Regions from separate parts of the Sus scrofa genome. Here regions 2, 3, 4 and 5 are each linked to region 1. A link is a contact called in public HiChIP or PLAC-seq and promoter capture Hi-C data. All regions are on one chromosome and are shown on one strand. Each heading gives the region's core, a stretch centred on a gene start, on an enhancer-like site or on the middle of the called end of the contact. The rest is flanking DNA. Distances are from core to core; before and after follow the strand shown. Region 1 holds the start of TMED7 (transmembrane emp24 protein transport domain containing 7). Region 2 holds the start of TRIM36 (E3 ubiquitin-protein ligase TRIM36). Region 3 holds the start of COMMD10 (COMM domain containing 10). Region 4 holds the start of ARL14EPL (ARL14 effector protein-like). Region 5 holds the start of PGGT1B (geranylgeranyl transferase type-1 subunit beta).

Region 1 (2,979 bases), core at 130-2,629:
ACACTGTTTTCCAAAGTCTTTGTGCCAATTTACATTTTCACCAGAAGTGTATGAGGGATCTCGTTGCTCTGCTTACTCACCAACATGTGGTATTACTGTATTTTTTAAAATTTGCCTCTCTGGTAGTGTATACTGTTTTGCATCGGGGTTTTAATCTTATTCATTCATTCATTCTTTGTTTGCCATTTGATGTCTGAAGAGGAGGTTTTGAAGAGCAATGTTAGTTGGCAAAAGTCAAGAGTTAGAAAATAGAACTGGTATTCTACTTTGAAATTCAGTCTTCTTTCCAATCGAAGACACACACTAGTTCTTTTTCTGGCCTAGTTCTCAGGAAGATGCAGTCTCCCCCAAATCCCTTCTCCTTGGGGCTCCCCTCCCCTGTAGAAGCTCTGGACACAGCAGGCCAGTGAAGTCCTCCATGCCCCCCCCATCAACACACGTCCATCTCTGCGCTAGCCTTCCCACCACCCCCTCACTTCCTTGCGGGTCTCCTACCTACAGTGCCTCCATTTCCTTCTCATAAAACCATCTACCTACCCTCAGCTGGCCATTCTTAAAGGGCATGAGCCTCACCATGATGACTTATTTTTTAAAAATATAATAACTAATTCGTGGTTCTATACAGAAGAAAATGGATAATTTAAGAAATCAACATCTGTTAGCTACTATTAATATCACTATAATTTTTAAAGCACAAACCAGTGGTGTAATCTCAGACAACTATATTAAAATTTTCTAATCCTGAATTTCCTCACGACTAAGATAGGCATAATAATACCTACCGTATAGAGTTGTTTGAAGGATCTGTGTTTACTACAGTGCGTGATGATAAGCGCTCAAGAGATGTTTTTCATCTCGCAAAAGCTTATCTAGTGCTTACCACATGACAACCACTCTTGTAGGGACTTTTTTCAAATATCGAAGCCTTGTAATAATCCTACAGATGCAAAGACTGAAGCAGGGAGGTTAAGCAACGGGTCCAAGGTCACAGTAAATAGAGTAGAGATTAGAACTCCTGCAGTCCAGCGAGAATTCAGGCTCCTTGCTAAACTGCTTCCCCCCAAATTTGTTATTATGTGTAAGAAAACTCTCTGCGAACCGCAAAGCAAAGCGCTCTACCACCGGCGATCAGCCCCTTAGGGCAGAATGAGCTCTTCTTCACTCTCGGAGCTCCCCCAGCGTTCAGCTCCCACAGAAAAAGAAGCTGCAGGCGGGTAGCTCCTACTGCCAGCCGCCCGCCCAGCGTCGGCAGCAGCCGGCCACACCCCCCGCCCTGGCCCCGCCCCGCCACGTTAACCACGCTGGTCCCGCCCCTCGGCCCAGAAGGCGGGGGAGGCCGAGCTGACGCCTCGCGAGCTTCCACGTACGCACTCCACCGCGTCTCCCGGCGGCGGGGGAGAGCACATCCGGGTCGCTAGAGCAGGTGCCTCAGGCCCCGCCCCTTTACCCCCGTTCTAGTCTGCACTAACAGCCATCTCGGGCCTTTTCCGCTTTTCGTCTGCCGGCTTTATCTCTGTTCCCCAGGTCGTTCTGGGCTCGAGGCCCCAGTTCCTCAGCAACCTTCCTCCGCCCCAGCGACTCGCTTCTCACCCCGAATCTCTCCGAGGCTCGGAGCAACTCTGCTGTGCGTCTTCGCGGTGCCTCCCGGGCTGAGGCCTGCCGCGCTCAGTGAGTCTGTGCAGACCTGACCCCGCGTCTCCCCCGCAGCTCGGTTGAGGCCGCCGCCGCCTCACGATGCCCAGACTGGGCTCTGCGCAGCGCTGGGCGGCCGCCGCGGGCCGTTGGGGCCACAGGCTGCTCGTGCTGCTGCTGTTGCTGGTGCCGGGGCCCGGCGGCGCGTCTGAGATCACCTTCGAGCTGCCCGACAATGCCAAGCAGTGTTTCTACGAGGACATCACGCAGGGCACCAAGTGCACCCTCGAGTTCCAGGTATTACGGGCACAGACAGCCCCGGGCCCCTGTTCGCGGTTCCAGGTCGGGGCTGTGACTGCTAGGTGCCCCTTTCTCCTGTCCGAGTTTCTTCGTTCTTTGGCTAATTCAGGAATCACCCCTAGGTTGCTGATGCAGAGCATTTGGCTTTCGTCCCCAAAACTGTGTGCAAGAAACATTTAAGACCTGAGAGTAAGGCATAGGATGTCCAGAAATACTTTGTGTGGTCGTGTCTTTTGCTTCCTTTCTCTAATGTTCTTCATTTCAAGACCTTTTGAACTTTCTTTTTTAGAAGAGTCTCCTTTAAAAAAAATTCTGTCCTGTTCTCTTCTGTAGTGTCTAACATTCTGCGGTCCATACCTCCACTTTCATCAGATTCGAAGTGCTTTTCAGATTTTCCATCAATATGAGGACTATTGGTTAATGCTCTCTGTCATTGGAAGAGCTCAGTTTCAGACCAGATGACTATCTGCCAAAGGTGTTGTAGAAGGAATCGCTGTGATAAATGACAGGCCCTTTCTCATCTTTGGGATTATATAAAAGTATTGATTTAACAGAATGTATTTTTTTAATTGGTTAGAACAATTTTTTCGTTGTTGTTTGCTGTTGGCCTTAAAATATTTGAACAGCTATTGAGTATTAGGTGCTGGTGATACAGAAGTGATCAGAATAGATAGGGTCATTTTTTTTATTCCCTACCCTCCTACTCTTCATTTCTTAATTAGTACCTGCTTATTCATCAGAGTTGTGTTTTCAAAGCATAGAGTCTGGTCTTTGGACTCTATGAAGGCTTCCTTTAGGAGGTGATTTGAAGCTGAACTGTCAAGGATGAATTGGAAATACTTTGGTAAGGGGGAAAGTGGAGTAGCCTTTGCATGGTCCCATGCAAACTGTGGAAACAGTGACTGGGGAATTTGAGGACCACATAGAGGTCCTATAGAGCTGGCATTAAGGAGCCAAAATAGGGCTGGTTAGCAGGGGCCAGACCATATAGTGCCCAGAAACCAGTGTAAGGATTTGTTTTTTCCTAGGTTGTGAAAGCCGTCATAG
Region 2 (2,979 bases), core at 288-2,787, 450 kb after region 1:
ACACACACACACACACACACACACACACGCAAAAGAAAGAAATCCTTATATACTTTTGGATTTCTAGACAAGAGAAATCAGAAAATCACCAAATAAAAGGCAAACAAGAAAAACCACCAAGGGAAGTGGTTTCATTCTTGCAGTACATGTTCCAGTTGTGTCCAATTCAATTATTATTATTATTTTGTCTTTTTCTAGGGCCACACCCGTGGCATGTGGAAGTTCCCAGGCTAGGGGTCTAATCGGAGCTGTAGCCACGGGCCTATGCCACAGTCAGAGCAACGTGGAATCCCAGCTGCATCTTTGACCTACACCACAGCTCAGGGCAACACAAGATCTTTAACCCACTGAGCAAGGCCAGGGATCGAAACTCCAACCTCATGGTATCCTAGTAGGATTTATTAACCACTGCACCGTGATGGGAATTCCCTATTTTATTATTGCTATTATTATTTTTTAGTAGTTATTTCCCCAATACAATTTTTTTTCTACTGTACAGCATGGTGACCCAGTTACACATACATGTACATGTTCTATTTTCACATATTATCATGCTTTAAAGAAAAATTCATGCCTTCATCACTCAGCTCCTTTTCAAGAAAAATAAAGGACTGCTTGTCGTGGAAGAATAAAGTAGGCCTGACTCTGTTCAGTCAACTTCTCAAGAGAAGCAAAGATTGTCAGGTGTGAAGGAAGCAGGGGGAAGACTGAGAGGCCAATTCAGCTGCAGCCTCCTAGGCGATCTGCTATTTTAAAAAGAAGTATAAAATAAGAAACATTCACTGAATGTCTAACTCAATCAGTGAAATGAATAATAGGAAAAGTGAGTTATTTGTAACTAAGAGAATGTTTTTCCAGGTATCTTGCTGGCAGGAATGGGTTTTTGTTTTTGTTTTTAATTAAAGGAAAGTTGAGTATCAAGAGGATATAGAGATACAATCGACCTTACACACTTAGAGTGTTTAAAACACAATCCTGGTGTTTGTTCTCATCTCAGAAGCACTGGCTTGGTCTTTGTTACCTATTGGATTTCAGGAAGGCTGACTTGAGATGCGTCGTTGCCGTTTCCTGGGTTCTCACTTATTTATTTATTTTTTTCCGGCGCTGTCAGCCAGATCCTTTGTTGTCCCTGCTCTGCATTCATTCTCTCTGCCCTCGCACCTCCAGACAGTGGGGTGGGGATTTTTCCTGGTCCTCGCGCCGCCCAGAGCTCCGGACAGCTACCGTCCGTCCTGGCATCGGATAAAGGACAGCTTTAACCATCCAGTGGATGACTGGGCTGGGTCGGCGAGAGGCCGGGAGCCCAGACCGGCTTTTGTGTGGGTGTTTGTCTCTGCAGCCGCCAGACCCCCGGCAGGAGGCGCGGGCAGAGACCCCCGAGGAGGCGGAGCCTCCGCGCCGGGCTCCGCCTGGTGAGGATTTCACCGCCGCCACCGCGGTCGCCGCCCTCGTTTGTTCCGTTACATCGTCCTGTCCCGACAGCTCAATCCAGACTAAGAACGCTGGACGTGGCTTTCCCGGAGCCCTCTATGGCCTTCATCCCACCGAACCTCGCTTTTTGCCTTTTTCTTCTGCGTTATTTTTCCTCGTTAACAGCATACTAGCGGGCGCTCGGCAAAACTCCGACTAAAAACAGAGAAAGACAGAAAAAACAAATTCGATGCACCCGCCTCGGTCCTCCAGAGTTTGTGAAGGGTCGTAACCATGTCCGAGTCGGGGGAGATAAGTGAATTTGGCTACATCATGGAATTGCTAGCCAGAGGCAAGGTAAGTGCTGGGACGCGTGGAGTGGAGCCCAGGCCTGGGACCCCACCCCGGGCACTACCTGGTCCGAGGCTGTGGGCGTCCCGGGTCCTTGCCGCCGCCGGGGAGGGCGGGGCTGGAATCCCAGGGCCGCGCTCTCAGTCTGTGTGTCCCAGCAGCTGCAGAATGCAAAGTAGCCGCTTTTTTTTTTTTTTTTTTTTTTTTTTCCCCTGGAATTGAGCGGCGTCTCTGAAATGAGCCAAAAGGGTCTTGGCCAGCTGGGTGAAGGCGGGGGCTTCTGGGACCGCAAGGGGCGGGAGATCAGTCTGCGAGGATGAGGAGAAGGGTCAGGCTTTGGCCGAGGAGGGCTCCGCGACGCACCCAGAGCTCCCAAGCGTGGTGACATCGCCTGTCCAGGCACAGAACACGGAGGGAGGGTCGGACTAGATGGTGAATAGGTGAGAAGAATGGGATTGGGTTCAGCGCGCACTCCGACCGTGTGGCAGATAAACAGGGGCAGAAGCCCAGTTCGCCTGGCCTTAGCTTTTTTAGCCCTCCTTCCAGGTCCTTGGCCGTTGTCCCAGGCTAGGAACATTTAAAGCATCCTTCCTTTGGTGTGCAGAGGGAGATGCTAAGGCGCCGGATTTCAGCAGGGCACCTGTCCGGGAGTCCTTTCGAAACCCAGGCTGGCGCAGTGGGCAGCTCCTAGTGACCACGCCCTCCGCCGGGCTGGGTGGCGCCGAGCCAAGACTGAAAGCCTTGCAGGAGGCAGCCCTACCCGCTGCAACCGAGAAAGTGCCTGGAGAGGCTCCTTAAGTGATTTGCAGGCGGGAAGTGTCGGGAAATGCAAAGTCTGCAAAGTCTGCGGGGTGCGCTGTCTACCAGGGTTCGCCTAAAGCTGAAAGCGGCTGCATTTGTCCTCTACACCTGGAGTTTCAAGAAAAGATAATAATGGCACAGAGGAGAAAAGGCCTCCCTGGGCAAGGTCATCAGAAAGAAGGATTATCTGCAGCCCTGATGTGAACACCTGAAACGTCATTCTCATACCTCACTAACTAACCTCAACTCTGCAGATGCTTAAGGCCAGACAGTCCTGCTGTTTCCCTTGAGGCTGGGGAGCGGGTTAACGCCCAGCACCCCGGGTGAATTCTCTCTCGTGCTCTGCAAACACGGAATACACTCATCCGAAACAGAATACTTATTAATCTTCTGAAGGTAGGGGTGGTTCCTACCATC
Region 3 (2,979 bases), core at 310-2,809, 430 kb before region 1:
GTTTTTGAAGAATTCGGGTGAGCAGTCGTGGAAATCTTCCTATGTCTATTTCATTTATCAGCAACACTGCTTTTTTCATGCTAAATAAATTCATAAAACAAAGTTTTAAAATGAGTTTTCCAAGTCGAAATGTAGTTGCTGCAACTAGAGCTGTCTGCAAGTTTTCATTTCAACAATTCTGCCAAAAGGTAAATCTGAAACTTAAAAAAAATTTTAATAAAAAATTACAAAAAGCCCCACAGATACTGGCCAGCAAAAAAGGCAGGACATTTCCAAAAGATGCCCCTGCCCCAAAGTACTTCTGTTCAAAAGCTGCATTTGGCAAATCTTCCCCTTCTTCTGAGCAAAAGGCAAACTACTAAGGGAAGCTTGCACTCTGTGGGGAATTGTACTTTAATACCTACTTACTCAAAATGGAACTCTGCTAAGAGTGGGAAAAGGGAAATGGCAATTACACCAAAAATAGAAAGAAGACTGGTGTGTGGCAGATAATGGAATAAAAAATAAATACCACATACAATATCAGGTGGGGTCACTAAGTACACAGTTTTAAAACCCTGCTTCAACTGTAATAATCAACTTTAAATCATGTGCTAAGAACAATTATACTGCAACATACTGGATACAGTTTACTGACGCAGTGTGTTACCCAAGACATTAGTGTGAGGAGAGCAACTGGCTGTCTGAACTCAAGGAATCAAAGAAGGAAAAACTTTAAGATGACAACTCTCTTCTTGGAAAAGATTCCTGTTCAATCTAGGCACAAAGTAGTTACTTCCCAATTTCAATTATTTGCCTACATATTTCCGCACTTTTCTGCAGCCGCACACCACCTGCACTATTATTTTTCATTAAATGAAGTTATTTTTACTTAAAAAAAATTTTATTTTAATTTGTATCACCACCACAGACAGCCGACCTTACTAATCATGAGTAGAAAAGAACTAAATAAAGCAATTAACAAAAAAAGAAATAAAAGCAAAAGCATAAACATTATCAAATTCTGCCTAGATACTGTCACCACCCAAAAAGTCCCGGCCTGAGGCCTACTCTATCTTGATTGAAAAGGGATATTAACACGTGTTAGGTATTATAGAGCATCCAGAACCAATGGGAATCTTTCTCATCATCATAAGGTCTGAAAGAGAAGTGAAGGAGGAAATGGAATCCCTTTCCACGGGATTTCAGTATTACTCCAAGGATGGCCTGGGTGTTGGTGATACCAGCCTCTGGGAAGAGTGACAAGGGCCACACACTGCCGTCCTGACCTCAACTGCCAGGTGCACTGGAAACCCACGCAAGGACCCACCGTGCAGGTGGAGACGCCCACAGTCCCATGCACTCCTGCGGGGCCCGAGCTGGGATTTCGGCAGCCCCGCCCCGCCCCTCCACGCGGGCCCCGCCCCCGCGCCCCGGCGACAGACGCAGGTGACATCCTGGCGCCCGCCCAACCCGCGCCACCCGGGGCGGCTGCCACCGGTGCCCACCCGCCCTGGGACTACCTGGGACTCTCTCGCAGGATCAGCGCCGCAGACGCCGCCATCCTTGAAGCTCCCTCGCCCCGTCGCCGCCGGGTCAGCTGCCAGAGCCCAACCAATGGCGGAGGCGGCGGACGGCAAGCAGGAAGGCCCAAGCCGCGCAGCGGCCGCGCCGCTCTAGTCCGGCGGTCCCAGTGGGGTTAAGGGGCGTCCCCGTCGTCTTCCCCGCCACTCTCTCCATTCAGAGTTAAGTCTGTGCACATATTAATTTATTTATAGACGCACAGTTACCTGTTATATATGTGTACACATACCTGGATATTGAATTTTTTTTTTTGTATTATGTAGGTAGTGTGTATCAACGGATACACATAATTTTGTTTTCGGTTTCCGCTTTTTTTTTTTTTTTTTCAAGAAAATGTTTAAGCACTGCCCGCATTGCCCGGCCTGCGCTGCGTGTCGTCCGGAGGAGCAACGCTCTGGGGGATGGCCAGTTCCAGCCTGGACTCTGTGCCACCAGCCCTTCCTGTATCTTCATCTCTGGAGTTCTGCAGTGCCCCCTTGCGCTCTGTACCGTTATTGGTTCGGTAGTGTTCTCTGAGCGCCTACTGTGTGCCCAGTACTGTGCTGGACCTTTGGGATGCAAAAGACCAAAATTCCTGCCCTCCAGGTTTGCTAGCGATTCAAATGGACAAGTATGCGTTGCACCCCTTTTTGGGGTCTGCTATTCAGCTAGCTACCGCATAGCACAGGAGAAGATTTGATGCAGAGACTATAATTAAGCATCTCACAGGAGAGGAGAGAGACAACATAGGTTCACGAATACCAGGGTCTCTGATAGAGGAAAAGTTGTAGTGCATTTAGGGGACTCAGACCTGGGAACAGTGATAGGGCTTCCGAGGTAGATCAGGAAAGCTCTCTCTGGTAGGTGACATGAAGAAGCCTTGAATGGGTACAAGTCTGTGTTATGTACACTTAATCTAGTGAGAAATGGGGAGCCATTACGTATTTTCGAGCAAAGAAATTTTTTTTTTCTTTTTAGAGCCACACTTGCTGCATATGGAAGTTCCCAGGCTAGGGGTCAAATGGCTGCAGCTGCTGGCCCACACCACAGCCACAACAACGCTGGATCCAAGCTGCTTCTGTAACCTACTGTGACACCAGATCCTTAACCCACTGAGTGAGGCCAGGGATCAAACCTGCATTCTCATGGATACTAGTCAGGTTCTCAACCTGATGTGCCACAGTGGGAACTCTAAAGCAAAGAATTTTTGTGATGAGAGCTGTTTGTTTATTGACGATTACTGTCACGGAATGATTACTGGATGGGAAAGAGGTAAGCAGGAAAATCAGATAGGAAACTATTGCAATGATCCTTGGAAAGCAATAAAATCCTTGGTAGTATAATGGCATTGGCGAATGGAAAGACAAACAGATGAATTAGAGTTACATTTCAGCTGTAGAATCTTCAGGAGCTGAGAAAGATTGGATTTAATTTTCC
Region 4 (2,979 bases), core at 196-2,695, 390 kb before region 1:
AGCCTAGGGACCTTCTGCCCACAGCCGTGCACACAAATGGGCAGACACAAGCCCTGGGACCACTGAGGTCCCACAGCCAGCTGTGTCAAGACCTGGCCTATCCACCAGCAGGCTAGCACCGTTCCATGATATTTTGGGCCCCAGACTTGCCTGACAGCATAATGACACCAGTTCTGGGACACCCCAGACCCTGCAACCACAGCCCCACCCACCAGCAGGCTGAACAGGCTCCAGGAACACTGACTTAGCAGCCAGCCACCCTGAGATCTGGACCCACCCACCAGTGGGTCAGTACTAGCTCTAGGATCCCCCTGGGCTTGGAAGCTAGCAGCCTTATGGCCCAGCCTTGCCCACCAGTGAGCAGTCACCAACACTGGGACTCCCCTGGCCATGTAGCCAGCCATGTCAAGACCCAGCCCCAACCCACCAGGGCCAGAAACCCCCATACAAGGCAGGGCCTGACAACCAACCAGACTGGGGGCCAGCCATGCTTACCACTGCAGCCTGGGTAGTCAGCCTGCCACAACAGAAGGATCAGGCAGCCCACATAGAGAGCATCTAGAGCATATAGCCCTGGTGACCAGAGGTGAATGAGCTTCTGGGGCCCATAGGATATATACTGCATAAAGCCACTTCTTCAAGATCAGGAAACATAACCAACATTCCAAATACATAAAAATAAAAACATTGAATTAGGCTGTTTTCTGAGCCTTCGTATTTGGAATATGTTCCAAATGAAGGAAAAAGATAAAACCCCAGAGGAAGAACTAAAAGAAGTGGAGATACACAATGTAACTGACAAAGAGTTGAAAGTAATAATCATAATGATACTCAAACACTCAGGAGAAGAATGGATGAACACAATGAGGAGTTTAACAAAGAGTTAGAAAATGTAGAGAAGAAGCAAACAGCTGAGGAATACAATAACTGAAATAAAAAAAATACTAGGAAGAATCAACAATAGATTAGATGTACAAAGGAATGGTTCAGCAAACACAGAGTAGTGGAAGTCACTCAAGCTGAAGAGAACAAAAGAAAAAATCATTTTAAAAAATGAGGACAGTTTAAGAGATCTTTGGGACAACATCAAGCATACCAACATTCACATTATAGGGGTCCCAGAAGGAGAGAGAGAGAGAAAGGAGAAGTGGACACATGTGAAAATATAACAGCTAAAAGAAGGAAACAGATATACAGGTCCAGGAAGCACAAGGGGTTCCAAATAGGTCAACCCAAAGAGGACCACACCAAGACACACCGTAATTAAAAAGACAAAAATTAAAGCTAAAGAAATAATAGCAGGCGTTCCCCGGTGATACAGTGGGTTAAGGATCTGGCCTTGTCACTGTTGTGGCCCAGTAACTTCCTCATACTGTGCACACAGCCAAAAAAAGAAAAAGAGAAAAGAAAAGAAAAAGAAAGAATATTAAAAGCAGCAAGAGAAAAGCAACACATTACAAGCAAGGGAACTCCCATAAGGCTATCAGCTGACTTTTCAGCAGTTACTCTGCAGACCAGAAGGAAGTGTCATAATATATTTAATTTGATGGAGAGTACTCAAAAAATTAAAAATAGAACTACCATATGGTTGAGTAATTCCACTCTTGAGTATTTATCCAAAGAAAATAAAAACACTAATTAGAAAAGACATATGCATCCCTATGTTTATTGCAGCATTATTTACAATGGCCAAGATATGGAAGCCACCTAAGTGCCCATTATTGGATGATTAGATAAAAAATATGTGGTGTATACAAATACAATGAATACTAGCCACAAAAAATTAAATTTTGCATTTTGCAACAAGATAGATGGACCTAGAGGGTATTATGCTAAGTGAAATCAGTCACAGAAAGACAAATAATGTATGAGTTCACTTATATGTGGAATCCAAAAAATAAGACAAATGAACAAACATAACAAAATAGAAACACAGTCATAGATACAGAGAATAAACAAGTGGTTGCCAGAGGGAAGGGGGTTATGGGGAAGAGAATAGTGGGTGAGGGAGATTAAGAAGTGCAAACTTCCAGCTACAAAATAAAGGCCACAAGTATGAAATGTACAGTATGGGGAATACAGTCAATAGTTCTGAATAGCTTTGTATGGTGACAAATTACAACTCGACCTATCATGCTTATCATTTTGAAATGTATATAAATCATGAATCACTATACCGTGTACCAGGAACTCACATCATATTGTATGTAGGTCAACTATACTTCAAAAACAAAGACACAAAACTCATAGTTGGAAGAGAGAAAAAGAGGAGGAGAAAGCAGTGAGATGATACATGACAGGATTATTGAAAGATAAGATTGGAGAAAATAGAGGAAATATGAAGCTGATATTTAAGAAAATTTAGGAAGATGTTACACGTGTAACAATTTTATGGCTTAACTTTTAAGTTGCTAAATTTAAAGAAAAAACTCTCTGACCTATGATGTATGGTCAAGTCTGTGCAGAGTGTACTTCGGTTTGTCCTCATGGCCAAGTCCTATAGCCTCCTGTTCCCACTCCGGGAGTATCTTCTTGTGAAGTGAATAAGAAAGTGAACCTTTGTCTTGCATTTCAATTTGAGGCTGCATTAACTTACACAAGAAATTGGAAAAAAAAAAAACACCTTAGATCACACTATCTTCAGTCTATATAGCATATTTAAAGGCTTTTAATTGACATATTCTTTAATCTTTATAACATCACTTTGAGGTAGATAGGAGATCTGTACTTTTACCCCATTCTATTCAAATTCAAAATTAAAAAACAAAATCAAAATTAAAACAAGAATTAAATGGTATACACACAAAGTCTAGAGTAAGATGATTTGCCTTAGCAGTCCTGATTACATCAGGTGTGACAAAACTAAGCTGCTTCCATATATTCTGACTGATGAAAATGTTTAAAGTTGACCAAACGACACACAGATTCAATTTGGTCAAATGAAGCCACATTTCAAACAGAATCCCCTGAGTGTAAAGC
Region 5 (2,979 bases), core at 295-2,794, 360 kb after region 1:
AATAAATAGAATTCAACAGCAACAAGATACAGAAAAGGAAAGGTTTCTCAGGCATTGCTTTCTAACATGTTTTTTGTTATACACAAATACAGCTTTACGGAAAGCCTTGGGGGGGGGGTGATGTGATTCTTAAGGCTTTTTATTTTTTTATTTTTTTAAATAAAGTATGAAAGTATTTTGAAGAAGGTAGTCCTTCTAACTGAATCTAAAATAAATGAGGAATTTATGAGTCTTTTATATAGACGATACAGAATAAACACAATAATGTCTTCAGTTGCCAGCTCACAGAAGGTATGTAAATAAACATTTCTTATACTGGATTAAGAAGTGTATTAATAAGAAATTTAGAAAAAACACTAAAGGAAAAATGTTATAAAGCACCCATAATTCCACTACCCTAAGGTAACTTTTTCAAAAAACATACCTACCTGTTTTTAAACAGCTAGTCTCAGAGTACATTTTAGATACTATAATTGCTTAACATTACATCACATATATTTTTTTCTTTCTATATAATTCAAACATTATCACTTAATGGCTAAATAATATTCAATTTTATAGATACTCTATCATTCCTATACTTTGAAGCCTTGTACTTCTTGGCCAATAATGTACAGTGACATTTTATGTGGGGGTTAGGTTCTGTCACATGATGTCAAAAATCCCATTTAATCAAAATCACCCAGGAAAAGGTGGATGGTTAATTACCTAGACAGTATATCATGTCTCAATGAGTTCACCACAGAAGTATTTCCACAAGATTTGGATCAGATTGCTGAGAATGAGGTGAACTATTTGGCTTCCCTTAAAGGGCTAGGTTAATAGGATTGTCTTTCTGAGCTTATATAGAGTGAGCATAGTGGATTCTAGTAAGTTCAGCGTGTGTAATGTGACTTCACCTTGAACATTTTCAAACACTTAGTGATGGATAAGTTTTAAGTGAAAGCCAGATCTTCATTGTAATCATGCAGTGAAAACTCCTCTAGACTGGGCATACCTACAAGGCAAAGACTGCCCCCATATTTGGAGGGAAGCACCAAGGACAGCCCTTTGCCCTTACTTGGCAGTTTGTTAATGCAATATTTGTTACATGCAGGAATACCTGTGAATAGTTACTAGTACCTGTTATACTAGATGCTTTATACAAGATGCTTTGGATTGGTGAAATAGGATAACTCCAGTCCACGTGGTAGTTTTTTAAGAGAAACATTTTCTAAGAAAGCTAGCATTTAAATTATACCTAAACTATTACTTGATTACAAAAAGCCAATTCAGGCCTGATCCTTAGGGCAGATTCACCCCCCACCCCAAGACTGCCTTGTGAACTTTTAAAGGCAATAGTATATGGCTGAAGCAACTTAAATCCCTCTTTTTGAAAAAAATAGCTAGAAGCACATGTTTCTTTTCATTTTTTAGCATATGCGTAGTTGGAGAACACGTTGAGCATATTTGCTATTGCAAATTTATGCTGCATTGATCCTGGATGATCCTGACTCAAAGAGTAAAATTTTTAAGACTCGTAAAAGAAAATGATACTAGGAAGTCTTAACTTTCATCGCGTTGGTAATTATTTAATAAGCATTTGTCTATCTCTAATTGATTTGTAGGTTTAATTTCGCTCTCCGTTCAGCTTAAAACTGTGGCTTCCGAAAATGAGTCTGTTGACAAATTTATACTGACTCATCCCCGTTTTCATATATACCATCTTCGTGTTCTTTAGGGCCGTGATTTTTCTCAAAGTGAACTTGAAGCTACTGACCTTACACTTCCCCCCACGATAAAAGTTCTGCAAAGATTTGTGGATCTTGGGCTGCATTTTACAAGGCCTGCAAGGTGTTTCCAAACCTTTGGGGCTTAGAGTAGAAAAGGCTGGTTGTGCGCTACGGAGGGAGAACGCGCCTCATGAGGCATTGTGTTGACAGCGTGTAGTCTCCATTACCGGGAAGAACAGGGGCAGGCGCACGCCCCCTCCTCACCTGCCACGCGGTGGCCGCCCTTCGGGTTTCCTTCGCGCCGCGCGCCAACTGCTTCCGGGTCGCAGTGGACGTCGTTTCCGTAGCAGCATGGCGGCCACGGAGGACGAGCGGCCGGCTGGGAGCGGTGACGGAGAGCGGCTGGATTTCCTGCGGGACCGGCACGTGCGGTTCTTCCAGCGCTGCCTCCAAGTCTTGCCGGAGCGCTACTCTTCGCTTGAGACCAGCAGGTAACTGGGGGTCAGCGGGACCAGCACGGGGCCCGGCTCCAGGAGCATGGAGGAAGACGGCTAAGTGGGTGGCCGCAGGGGGCTGCGGCGCCGCCCACCCTTCACTGCCTCCCCTCTCCGGCCGGCCTGCGGTCACCCTCACTCCCGAGCTACGGCGGTAGGAATGAAGGGAGCTGCGAGTCGAGGGCTTTTGGAATCTCCAGTTTCCGCCCTTTTCACTTCCATTTTTTTTTCCTGTCAACTGGGAGCTTCCTTTTTTATCCCTTCTCTCAGCCTATATGAGTCACTTTGACCTCACTTCCGATAAAAAAGGAAAAAAAGTGTTTGTCATCGTATTTTATGTAGATAATCTTCGCTGTGCTTTTCTTTCCTCTATAAAGCCGTTGAGTCTTAATTGAGTGCCTGTATGGTGTTCAGCGTATAGGAGCGGCAGCAAACCTCTAAGGTTTGCGTAGATATGAACTTTTCAGGAATTGTACATCTCATGATAGGATTGATGAAAGAGGTGCGGTGTTGCTTATAAGCAGCCTGTTAAAGTTTATTTGGAAGAGCCTTGTGAGTTGGAGTAGGCTAAGAAACTGTGAATTAGTCATTCAGAGTAAAAGTCTGGCAATGAGAATAATGAAAGGAGGAGGCGATCTTTGCTCTGCATTGCTGTGTTTTGAAGTGAGATTCCAAAGCTGCATGAGACTGGTTTGGAAGAGAGAGCAAATTGGTTTTGCTCTAATCTCTTTCCGTATTTTCTTAACTGAGTCTCTGGTATATTTTGAGCGCTG

The links. Promoter capture Hi-C pulls out the DNA fragments that hold promoters and counts their contacts. HiChIP or PLAC-seq counts read pairs in DNA pulled down with a chosen protein or histone mark.
Region 2: a contact with region 1 is called in a promoter capture Hi-C map of fetal liver, with 3 times the contacts expected there. The contact joins the promoter of TRIM36 here to the promoter of TMED7 in region 1. A contact is called at or near these places in 1 of 5 promoter capture datasets (fetal liver) and 1 of 2 datasets of contacts at active chromatin or transcription factors (alveolar macrophages).
Region 3: a promoter capture Hi-C map of fetal liver shows a contact between it and region 1, with 3 times the contacts expected there. The contact joins the promoter of COMMD10 here to the promoter of TMED7 in region 1. A contact is called at or near these places in 2 of 5 promoter capture datasets (fetal liver and liver), 14 of 47 Hi-C or Micro-C datasets (alveolar macrophages, embryonic fibroblasts, epiblast stem cells and 9 more) and 2 of 2 datasets of contacts at active chromatin or transcription factors (alveolar macrophages and skeletal muscle).
Region 4: a contact with region 1 is called in an H3K27ac HiChIP or PLAC-seq map of alveolar macrophages. The contact joins the promoter of ARL14EPL here to the promoter of TMED7 in region 1. A contact is called at or near these places in 1 of 5 promoter capture datasets (fetal liver), 5 of 47 Hi-C or Micro-C datasets (embryonic fibroblasts, fetal skeletal muscle, omental adipose tissue and 1 more) and 1 of 2 datasets of contacts at active chromatin or transcription factors (alveolar macrophages).
Region 5: a contact with region 1 is called in an H3K27ac HiChIP or PLAC-seq map of alveolar macrophages. The contact joins the promoter of PGGT1B here to the promoter of TMED7 in region 1. A contact is called at or near these places in 2 of 5 promoter capture datasets (fetal liver and liver), 1 of 47 Hi-C or Micro-C datasets (heart right ventricle) and 2 of 2 datasets of contacts at active chromatin or transcription factors (alveolar macrophages and skeletal muscle).

The regions. Positions count from the first base shown.
Region 1 is chr2:119,802,806-119,805,784 of Sscrofa11.1, reverse strand. TMED7 (transmembrane emp24 protein transport domain containing 7) reads left to right here and starts at 1,379. Exons shown (of 3, transcript NM_001202540.1): 1 at 1,379-1,929. The coding sequence starts at 1,735.
Region 2 is chr2:119,350,949-119,353,927 of Sscrofa11.1, reverse strand. It overlaps TRIM36 (E3 ubiquitin-protein ligase TRIM36), which reads left to right and starts at 1,537. Exons shown (of 11, transcript XM_021084641.1): 1 at 1,537-1,767. The coding sequence starts at 1,705.
Region 3 is chr2:120,237,203-120,240,181 of Sscrofa11.1, reverse strand. It overlaps COMMD10 (COMM domain containing 10), which reads right to left and starts at 1,559. Exons shown (of 7, transcript NM_001267840.1): 1 at 1,503-1,559; 2 at 1-80. The coding sequence starts at 1,543.
Region 4 is chr2:120,193,389-120,196,367 of Sscrofa11.1, reverse strand. ARL14EPL (ARL14 effector protein-like) reads right to left here and starts at 1,445. Exons shown (of 4, transcript XM_013995047.2): 1 at 1-1,445. It overlaps LVRN (aminopeptidase Q), which reads right to left. Exons shown (of 19, transcript XM_013995045.2): 19 at 2,640-2,979.
Region 5 is chr2:119,439,399-119,442,377 of Sscrofa11.1, reverse strand. PGGT1B (geranylgeranyl transferase type-1 subunit beta) reads left to right here and starts at 1,544. Exons shown (of 9, transcript XM_003123848.6): 1 at 1,544-2,203. The coding sequence starts at 2,064.